2 separate regions of the Gossypium hirsutum genome follow, and region 2 is linked to region 1. Evidence: chromatin contacts called from public Hi-C data. All regions are on one chromosome and are shown on one strand. Each heading gives the region's core, a stretch centred on a gene start, on an enhancer-like site or on the middle of the called end of the contact. The rest is flanking DNA. Distances are from core to core; before and after follow the strand shown.

What was found. A called contact is a pair of places that touch in the nucleus more often than the background predicts.
Region 2: a contact with region 1 is called in a Hi-C map of leaf, with 2.3 times the contacts expected there. The contact joins the promoter of LOC107910011 here to the promoter of LOC121204460 in region 1. A contact is called at or near these places in 10 of 34 Hi-C or Micro-C datasets (callus, hypocotyl, leaf and 2 more).

The regions. Positions count from the first base shown.
Region 1 is chrA08:64,522,668-64,528,393 of Gossypium_hirsutum_v2.1, reverse strand. It overlaps LOC121204460, which reads right to left and starts at 1,290. Exons shown (of 3, transcript XM_041074266.1): 1 at 403-1,290. The coding sequence starts at 430. LOC107919833 (protein phosphatase inhibitor 2) reads right to left here and starts at 5,199. Exons shown (of 5, transcript XM_016849324.2): 1 at 4,784-5,199; 2 at 3,693-3,738; 3 at 2,793-2,905; 4 at 2,448-2,621; 5 at 1,299-1,757. The coding sequence starts at 3,697. The coding sequence ends at 1,525.
Region 2 is chrA08:64,749,794-64,755,759 of Gossypium_hirsutum_v2.1, reverse strand. LOC107910011 (leucine-rich repeat receptor protein kinase EMS1-like) reads left to right here and starts at 4,174. Exons shown (of 1, transcript XM_016837773.2): 1 at 4,174-5,966. The coding sequence starts at 4,668.

The DNA.
Region 1 (5,726 bases), core at 41-2,540:
AATTTATCAAGTAAAGCCACAACTTTAATTTTTAGAGATTAATTAATAAAATTTGAAATTGAAAAGAATAATTGTTAATTAAGTCAACATACTTAAATGTATAGAAAGGTTGATAATCTATTTAGTAAAATTATGGAGAGAATGAGAGAACAAGAAAATTTTCAGAAAAAAATGATGAATGTTGAATGAAAAAAAGTTGTTTTCCAAATAATTTACTACTTATTTTTTTTTATAAAGTATTTTTTCTTAAAATTTTTGTCTGGTCAATTGACCCCACAACCGATCCCGCAATTTAACAAGTGGTTTTGACACTGATGATTAAAAATGATGCTAAAAGACAGAGAGCGGGGCAACCGGAGAGAAAACGAGGGCCAAGCCAAGAGCTGTGAGCAAGAGGAGAACCTCCACAATACGGCTGGGAGAAAAACATCTCAAATCACCAGCAGAATGACAACGATGGAGAGGGGAAAAGGCCAGGCTTTTATTCTGCCGGAGGAAAGGAAAAAGAAACAAACGACAAAAGGTGACAAGGCAGTCACTTTCTTTTAAGAGGTTTTTTTCTTCAGTAGTTAATTGTATGGAATTGAGTGTAGCTGCAGCAGACCAACTTATATACCTAAATATCGTTTCTTTCAAAAGAAAAAAATTATGCAATTGTCATCCCATCTAACCTCACGATAAGCTTATAGCTTCTCAATAATTTTGCCTACATCGCTCCCAAGGGTGTACATTGAACTATCATATATGCTTAAAGACCTCTTTCCTATTTAATGTGGGGTTAATAATAGTTACTTGCGCGTTTGACACGATATTCTCATGCACTATCTACCCTATCGTTAGTGTGCTTGAAGTACTGTGATACCACTTCCCATTATACGCAGCTCTTGGGACGCTGTGGAGCTAAACTCTAAGGTAGGTAGGTGGGTACTAGGCTTGGAAAGGATTTAGGATGCATGGTTGAATCTTTGTTAGGCTAGGCTTGCCATTTAAGCCTTACCGGTATACATGATGACAGTTTCTAGACTAGCTATATATTGTTGAAGTTTTGAGACCCTCATTGGTATATTGCTGCCTTTATTCAACAGTGCACAAGTTGAGAAACGATGTGTGCTCGGGATAAGCTTGCAGCTGCTACGATTTGAGACAATTTTGTTAGCCTAACATGAAAATCTTCTTTTACAAAGTTGAGGATGAATCTTAGTTCATACTCAAATCCGCTTGCGAAAGATGACAGTACAGCATCAAAATCTCCCACTTTAATTTGCAATGATGCATAAGTATGAGGGTAGACAGCAATGTCACAAATCCTTCGCCATCATGCTTATTTGTTAAGACCACAAGTTTAGATGCGCAAGATTTCAAACAAACATGCCAAATTAGACATTTTTGTACAAGCGAACTCAAATATGGTAAAAAGAAAATCCCTAAATTTTTTTCGGTGCATCAAAATAAACATCAAACAACCATAAAAGAATGTCAAAAGAGCGAGCTTTTGCGTCTTTGACTGGTCAGATGACTTCACAATCACAATCCATTACCTGGATGCCCAGGACTTGCAGAAGACTTTTGGGGCAAACTTGCAGGACCTTCCACAATTCCTATGTCTTTGACACCAGAGCTTAATGATGATGATGAATCACCCTCCACTTCATCATCTTCATCCTCAATGAAAGAACCCTTACGTCGCAGTTCCTTTATTTTCAAAAACTCATCATAGTGTGCTTTCCTTTGCTCCTTAAAACTCTTACCATTCTGATCTGTTTGGAAATTTGAACCAAAAAAATGTGGAACAGACTAAAAACATCAACCACGGATTAAGCATAAGAAATACATTGTACACAATTGATGAACTAAAAGAGATAAAATAGATTGGGATGGGGAAGGAGCAGGGCAAGGGCAAGGGGGAATGAGTGGTCTTGAACCTTCATCACTGTTTGCAATTGGATAATGTGTGATTTTTTCATCATGTCATTTATTTCTGTTTTGTTTCTCAATAACTTAAAAAGCATCAGAGAAAACTAAGAGATTCATAAAGATCATATGAACCTAGATAAAAGGGTACAAAAAAAACGGTGCAAAATTCCAAGCTAAGTTAAAGAAGAAGTTTAGAAGCTATAGTGCTTTTAATGATAATATTCAACATCATGACTTTTTCTACCAGACAGCAGCAGGTAAATCCTGACCACTTCAACGCTCATCCTCACATCCTTCCAAAAGAAAATGTCCGATGATAAATTCCACTAGGAGAAACAAGAAAGGCTCTAACCATCAAAAGCCTGTTTTCTAGAGCAAACCTTATACCATTCACACAAACAAGGATTATTGCTCCCTTGTAATCTCATGAAAGATAAAGCAGTCATTAGATATGCTAACCAACTTAAAAGGAAAGTAAAACATTTTCCAATATGCCATCAGAAACGACAACTAAAAAGCAATGGTCAACAAACCTTCTTCATCATGATCCATAGGATCAGCCTCATCATCAGAAGAAGTCCAACCACCAGACTGCCCAGTTGTTTTTCTACTTGAGGAAGCCACATCTTTCAAAGCAGAGCATAATTCCTCAGCATCCACATCAATGACACAATCGTTGAAACTACGTCCTCTGGGAGACAAAGACCCTAACCAAGATACGAACTATAAGGTGAGAAATGTAATCCAATGTTCAGATTAATGCTCTAACCAAGGTACAAATAAAGTGAAAATAAAATTACACAAGCACCATTTCCTAAATTTCTCACACAAAAATATAGGCTAATACAAGAGGTAAATCACTATGCAAGTGAAAATACCATCATCATCAATCATGGGGTGGTACGGCGTCTTGGGTTCAGTTATTTTCTGCCTTACGGGTTTATTTGCTTCAATTTCCCCCAGATTTTCCTCATTCCATCTTACACGCCTACTGTTTCCCCAAGAAAGAATTATTATTAGATCCAAAACACAACTAAGAATATTATAACTACAAAAACTTACAATTCTTGTTACAGTAGCTAACTATATCAAAACAAGATAGAAGCATAAAAACGAACAACTATGATCAAAATGGGAACATCCTTCTTAAAATCAGCTAGTTCTCGACTACTTGAATCAGAAACTAGATTTGCACTCCAGGCATAGCCTAATCAAGGCAAAGATATGAGGCTGATTTCTAGATAAGTATACTGTATCCTTCCTCATTAAAGTGTTACATCTAAATTATAGACTTGGCATAACTTATATATGACTAAAATTGGCAATTTTTCACCTATTTTTGCTGGTGGAATGGGCTCACCTACAGTTATATCAAGCCATGCATTCATATGTTAAAAGAGTCATTTCTAAAATGAAGAAACACCTTATGAATATTGCATAATTAGAACAATCCATTCTCTTTTAAAACGGACAATCTGCATGGTTAGTATATTTAAAAAAAAAAAGCCACATGTAGAACTAGTCAGCTGGAACCTAAATAGGGAGAAAACAAGCTAAAAGTTGAAGCAGAAGTTAGATTTCTATTTGGCTCAAAAGTTCCAGTGTCCAGAAATGCAAGAAGCTTCAAATATAGTAATATCTTGTTATATGCTATAAAGAATAAAGATAGAAGCAATTTTGAATACGATAAAGTTAACCATAAATCATCTCATCCCATCTGCTTCCAAACGAGCCAAAAGGAAACCAAATAAAAGAACAAGGAAGATATTCTGAATTACTTCATCTGGAAAATTCCGGTGTGCCGACAGCAAGCTTCAAGTAGTCCTGATCCAATGAAACATTATCGTAATCACTTAGCTACACTTTTAACATAAAAAAATGAAACACTAAACTATTCTGCAGATAATGCAGAGTGAAATTACTAATTCATGCTAAAATCAGGCTTGTGCTGGCTTTTACTTTATATTAAACATAAGAGTGTCAAAAAAAGAATCAAACTGGAAAGAGTTCAAAGGCAAACAGTCTTCTGAGTTGATAACAATACAAATTCAGAAATTAGGTACCAGAAAAGAAAAGAAGTTACAACACCAAATGTGGCAAAAGCTTAACTACTCACACTCCAGAGAACCATGTCAAACATAAAAACAGAAAATGCCAGTAGTGGCCATGAGAGGAAAACAGAATTATCCTAAATAAACTAATCCTCAAGGGCAACTTCATCAAGACAAAACCTGGCAGCAAAATCTCACTATTCTAGGGCTACATCCACAAGCAAATCAGTAGCCATGTTGAGTCACAGAGATTCTCAATTCCCAAATGTAAACACTAATACGTTCAAAGATTTGTGGTTTACCACTCTTAAGATCCAAAACATATATATATATATAAATATAAAGCAAGGACAAAAAGAATTAATGTACACTCAAAATGGATGATGCCTAAAACAGTTAACTGGTGCATGAATCAGGGGCACAAGAAAATGAAACCGAAAGTGATTGCATAGGTTACACAACTACTTAACCAGAAATCCCTAAATATATAAATATAAGAAATTATAGTAAAAAATTACAACTACATGCAAGTAATTAAACCTAGAATCAAAAGAACCAAGAAGCAAAAGGCACATAAAAAATAATCAAATGAATGAAGTATATAGCTAATTCAGTCCAAGGATCAGGCTATCAAGCTCAGTTCAGATGGATGCTGAGAAAATGGATAATATAAACAAGAAAAGTTAAAACGGCAAAATAAACTCCAATAACCATTAACAATCAGAGAAATATTTCCATCAATTTAAAATTTCACCGAAGGAATTTCAAATTCACAGAGAAAAGAAAACGAAAAAGCAATTGGAGAGAGAAATTTGTACCTTCCGATCGCTCCTGTTGATTTTGAATACCAAAAAATTTCCATTTTGGGGGATTTTAAGTATTTTATATTACTTATTTCTTTTACCAATTCTGCCCTTTCATTAATTTCAATTACCGGTTGAATCCGAATGCAATTGGGCTATCTCCACCTTTGACTCCGTTGACTTTTCCGTTGAGTCATAAGTATGAGTGTAGATCTTGGCACGCAAGTCCTTAGCAGCCCAAAGGCAACGCTGAAAACTTAATGTTGACTTGCGGAGCTGCGAAATCCAAAACAAAAACATTCTATTACTAATTTCATATTTCCACATTTGGCACTCTAACAACTATATATTTTGATTTTAAAATTATGAAATTAACATTCTTATTCAATAAATATCTTACACATTACAAAATAATATTATTTATCACCTTTAAATTTGCAAGAAGAAATCATGGATAATAAGGAATATAATTTAAATATTTTAATGAGGAAGAAAATCAAAAAATAATATATGGCAAGTAATAAATATATGGCCCCGGGGGGGGGGTTTGAGATATTTTCAGAGCAGGTCTTTCAACTAACAAATAATTTAACTCTAATTTGTTTTAAATATTTTCAATTAAGTCTAAAGTTTGTCTTCTCAATTTATCATTTAATTTTTGTAAAGCTCATAGTAAATTGATCCAATTCCAACGCATTACTAAGATTATAATTAGTATAAAATTTTACTTATAATCATTTTTAAAATATGCAAACCTTTATTTTTCATTGGAATACTTTTTAAAGCTTATAATTGGTATAAAAATTAATTTTTAGACTAATTAATTTTAAAAAAAATTATTAACTAATAAAAATTATAAATTTTATAATAAATTATTTATACAGTTAATTAAAATTTAAACAGTATCTATTCAATTTTAAATTTTTTATAGTGTACAATATAATTATTTTTATGATAT
Region 2 (5,966 bases), core at 2,925-5,424, 220 kb before region 1:
AAAATCTCAAAATATTTCATGAAAAAAACCCTATACTTTCAATCGTTTTGCAAAATAGTCCCCTCAATAGCTAAATTAAGCTTTAGGGGCTCCAAAAACATAAAAATTATCAAGTAAGGTTATCTAAATCACTTACTTTCAAAGATGGAGAGTGGCTGAAATTTCAAGCTTCCAAAAACCCTCAATTTTCTGGTATTTTCAGTGAGGAAGGAAATGAGAAGAAGATGATAACTTTTTCTCTTTCTTTTATTTTTATTTTAATTAATTAAGTCACCAAACACACCTAATATTAACCTTCGACCTCTCTTGTCCCCCCTTGGCCGGCCACTCTCCTAAAAAGGGTCTATTTTCCCTTTAAAGACCCCCAATTATGGTTCTCTAGCTATTTGGCCTATCTATCAAGTAAAATAAAACTTTTACCCTTTATGCGATTTAGTCCTTTTTCGCGATTAAGCTTACAATCGCTAAAATTTGTTCATCAAAATTTTCATGCACTTATAAAATCATACTATAACACATAAAATAATATTAAAATAATAAAAATAATTTCTCTTCCTCGGATTTTTGGTCTCGAAACTATTTTTTTGATTAGCCCCAAAATCGGGCTATTACAATGCATGAATAAATCGATGTGATATTGCCTCGAAAAGTGCCATTGAAGTTATGTTTAAGTAAGTGCTAACAAGGGTGCCAAGTGGCTTGGTAAATAGCCATTTTCTGGGTCACACAGGCAAAGACATAGCTATGTGTCTTATCCGTGTGGGGAACACAGTCTAGCACATGGGCGTGTGACTTGACCGTGTGACCCTATATCGTTGCTAACGTCATAAACAGAGAATTACATGGGATGAGGACACGGGCGTGTTCCAAGCCACATGAGCGTGTGTGACCACACAGCCTAACCCACACGGGTCTGTGACTCTTCAAAACTAGAAAATTTTCTAAGTGTTGTAAAAAGTTCGTAAGTTCTCGGTTTAGTCCCAAACCACCCCCGATGTATGTATTGGGCCTCGTAAGCCCATATAAGGGGCATTATGAATATGAATGAATGTTTTTAATTTGAACAAAATTTTTATGGCTCGATTTTACATAGTTGTGTACGTTTAAGTCTGGTAATGCCTCGTACCTTATCCCGGCCTCGAACTCGGGTAAGGGGTGTTACAAACAATCATGTCACGATATTGGATTCTTAATGTCACAATGATGAATCAACACTAAGTTGACGAGGAATCGACAGTAAGTTATGTCGCAATCTAGAACCTTCAAAGTTGCGACGTCAATCTGATAGTTTGCAAACTTTACATTTTGGTCCTAATTCAATCTTGAGTTTGCCTTCGTAAGCTCGTACAAGACTTGAATATTATTGAAAAACATATTGTGAATGTCTGATGTAGTTAGTAGCATGTGTAAAAGGTTAAATTGGATCATAGTTGCTTCAGAAACGAATGTGGCATTCTGTAACTCAAACCTAACAATTGGGTTACGTCTGGGGTGTCATATTTTTTATATGATGTACTATTGTTAGTTTTATAGTTATATACAAAATTGCTTTTCACATATTACCCTTTCATATATTACCAATCACCAAAATAAAATTACCCTTTTCATATATTGAAAGTTTTATGCATATATGCAAAATATTTGAGTAAAAAGAATGAAAAATGGTCTAATATATATACATAAATCTTTGACGACATATTGTTCGGGCCTATTGTTCTTTAATGGCGTCAATCGCATTCAGAGAAAGGTCTTTAAAATTATCTTGCAACCATCTCATCTTTATTCCGCCATCTTGAAACTTGTTCAGCACCTTCCTTAAAAATGCCTCGCCTTTATCAAGAACGACCATTGACCTTGTAATGACTAGCCCATCCACAAGTAAACTGAGTTGTAAAGCTACGTCCTCGAGTGTGATTATGCACGCACTGCACGAAAGATGGAATGTGTGTCTTGGGTCTCCATCTTTCCACCAACACGCTGATAATTGTAGGATCCAGTTTATAGATCCCGAGTATATAAGATGCATGTAAGAATCCTGCATTTTGCAAATAACCACAAATTTTAGTGGGTGCACTATTTGATAAATTGAGTATGAAATCTTCCAAAACATGATCATTTGCCTATTTATATCAATAAAATAAAATAATTTAAAAACTTTAAAATTAACTTAATTGAAAATAACTAAATTTAAAAATTTTCCTTACCATTATCGGTTGAGCGACGGAAATGTGCTTGTCGTCAAAATGAATAAGAGGACTTGTCATTCGTGAAAAATTATTCGAAATAAATTATCTGTGAAATAATAAAATAAAACTATAATATTTTTATACAAATTTATTGGAAAAATTCGAACAAATCTTGAGAAACTTGAGAGTTCAGAGAGAATGAAGAGAGTTAGATTTGAGTGAAAAGAATGAAAAATGGTCTGGTATTTATAGGAAATAAAAGTTATCATTGGGCTGTTTAAAAACTTTACCATTTCCGTGTTTAAATTTTTACCGTTGGGTAAATGACCATCGGAGGAAAGCGCGTCTAGATGAGTGCGTTTTCACACACTCTCTCCAAAATTGACCTATTTCTCTAATTCTTCAAAAAAATGACCTACATGGCCAATTAACAAAAAATAAAGGACATATTTAGACAACTTAGCTTTCTTTCTTTTTTAGTTTTTCATAATTCTAATTTTTTTATAATTTTAGATAAAAGATTTATAATTTTTTTTGTGATTTTTTTTATGTTTTTTAAACAATTTTAAGAAAAATTACTAGATTTCACCATATAGCACAACCTTATGTACCACATGGCGAAGTTAACGGTGTTTATATAGAAATTGACTTTTGAAGGGCTTAATTGATTGTCTATATAGAATAAGAATTCAATTGAGTGTTACTCTTAATTGAGAGTTCAATTGATTATTGAATAATGTTATAGATATTTTTTATATAATAAGCATAAAAAAATAAAATATGTACTATTATATTAATATTTATATGTTTTTATAATTAAATTTAAATAAAAATATTTTTAAAAAATATTTTCTCTCTTTCCTATAAACAAAAACTGTTTGTCGGGGTGGCCAGATTTTGCGAACCAGCCGATCCATGTATTGCTCTAAGTGGGACCGAAGGGACAACTCAGCCTACATCAGGTTCTCATGTCCTTACAAGCAACTCAAAACAGACACCGCCCCTATAAGATACACTCCTTTTTTCTATGTAAATTAAGAGAGCCCTTATGCCTTGTCCTTTTGCACATCCCAAACCATTTATTCCTGTAAAATATAAAATTAAGGCAATTACTAATATTTGTTTAAAAAAATATAAATAAAATTAAGGCAATTATTAGTTATAATTTCGACCAAAAATAATCTTCAGGTTTAAAACTAATTCATTATTGAAAAAAAATATTAAATTTTAAAATTTTAGAATCAAATATTATTTTATTAATACCTAATAGGTCCTATTCTCTAACATGAATTTAAGAGTGTGAAGGGGCAATAAGGTCAATTGGAATAATGCACCTGACCGAAATTAGCATCTGGACCGTCTCATCGGAAGGAAATGTAGGGGTCCATAATTTTAAGGGACCACTCCCTCTCACTCTCACATAATAATGCGTCCAAAATTTTCATCTGATAACTGACCTGCATCACAAAAATACAAAACCAGGATGGATCTGTAGAAATTTTTATTTGGGTGAAGTTGATTTTTTTTTTTAAGTCTTAAATAGCGATTTAACCATAATAATAATAATAATAATAATAATTTGTCTGCCAATGAAATTAAAGCCCTGGTTTCTGTAAGTTCTTGTTCCCAATGCCATGCTCCGCAATCTTCACCTCTTCAGTTTAGTCCAGTTCTTTTACTCTGTTGCTTCATTTTTGGGGGGTTGATAATTGAGATTCCATTATAAAGCAATCTGTTCTGACTACTGAAAATCTCAAGATGAAGGGCGACGACACACATTTCACGCTTACAAACAACCACATCGTTTACTACACCTTTTTCACTAAATTTCTATCTCTTCCATCTTTCAATAATTTCCCCAAATCTTTGAGTATCAGAGATTCGGCAGAAAATTGTACAGTGCACCTACAGCTGCACTGAAGAAGCAAATTTGGGTTGGGGCACTTTTATTTAAATAAAACGTATTTCTTCTAACAACCCAAGGAAATAAACAAAAGGATATCTCAGCTTTTAGGCCTTAAACCACAATCATCCATAGTGTGCTAATTTTATCAAAGCGAAAATTAAAGAAAAGAGACAAGAGCCGGATTCTCTGAAGTAGGGGCCCTTTATAGCTCGTTTGTTTAATATACAAATCAAAAGATTTTTGTTCCTATCGTATAATAATTCCAAACCAAAGATTCAGCCTCAGGGGTACTTGTAATATATGATCAATCAAAACTCATGTGGGATTTTTCTCTCAATAAAAAGATATATATATATTAAAGGAAACACGATTGAGATTTGAGGATTGCAGTTACAAAAGCTCCAGTCACGTGAGCTACGTTGGCTATGGTGTCTTCTTCTTTAAAGTTCACCCAAACCTTTCTTCAGAATTTACTCCCCTTGCCTATGGCCATTATCATCCTTCCATTTTTATCTTTTATCTCTTCTCTTCTTTCCCATCTTCCCCTGTAAATATTACTGTTTCTTCTTTTGGCTATGGAGTTTAAGCTTTTGTTTCACTTCCTCTGTTTCCTTCATTTGTTGTTATCGATATCAGGGGCAACGATAGAGCAAGCGGACGGAAACCCAGACAGGGAAGCTCTGGTTTCCTTCAAAAGAGGGCTTCAAAACCCTCATTTTCTATCATCATGGAACCAAAGAATTCATTTCTGCAAGTGGGATGGTGTCACTTGTCGGCTCGGCCGAGTCACCTCGCTTTCTCTTCCATCTCGGTCCTTGACAGGTTCTCTCTCTCCGTCCCTTTCGTCCCTCTCAAACCTCACCCTCCTAGACCTGTCCTCTAACTCCTTCTTTGGCCAAATTCCGACTGAGTTGGCCGAGTTGACTCTCCTCAAGACCCTCAAACTCGGGTCTAACTCTTTCACCGGAAACATCCCTTCCGAGCTGGGCAGCCTGAATGCACTTCGGACGCTAGAACTTTCCACCAATGCACTCACTGGCACAGTGCCGGCTAAGCTTGGACAGTTAACTCAGCTACAGTTCTTGGACCTGGCTAACAATTTCCTTTCAGGTTCTTTCCCTTCAACACTCTTTGAAAACCTTCAGTCTTTAACCTCTCTGGATATTTCCAACAATTCTTTCTCTGGTAATATCCCGCCTGAAATTGGTGAGCTAAAAAACCTGACCGCTCTTTACATTGGAATCAACCAATTTACAGGGAAAATACCACCTGAAATTGGTAAACTTTCACTCCTTGAGAACTTTTTTTCACCCTCTTGTTCCATAACAGGACCTTTGCCTAAACAACTATCCAATCTAAAATCACTCACCAAGCTCGACCTTTCTTATAACCCATTGAAATGTTCCATTCCAAAGTCTATAGGAAAGTTACAGAATTTGACTATATTGAACCTCGTCTACACCGAGCTCAATGGTTCAATACCAGCGGAGCTTGGGAACTGCCGGAATTTGATGATGTTGATGCTGTCTTTCAATTCGCTGTCCGGGTCCTTGCCTGAGGAGCTTTCAAGTTTGCCTATGCTGACGTTTTCTGCTGAAACGAACCAGCTTTCTGGGCCACTGCCACCTTGGCTTGGGAAATGGACCCAGGTGGAGTCTTTGCTACTTTCAAACAACCACTTTTCAGGTAACATCCCTCCTGAAATTGAGAATTGCTCAAGGCTTAAGCACCTTAGTTTGAGCAATAACAAGTTGTCGGGTTCGATACCAAGAGAGTTATGCAATGCAAAATCACTCTTTGAGGTTGATCTCGATGGTAATAACCTTTCGGTTACCATTGAGGATGTGTTTGTGAACTGTAGAAATCTTGCTCAG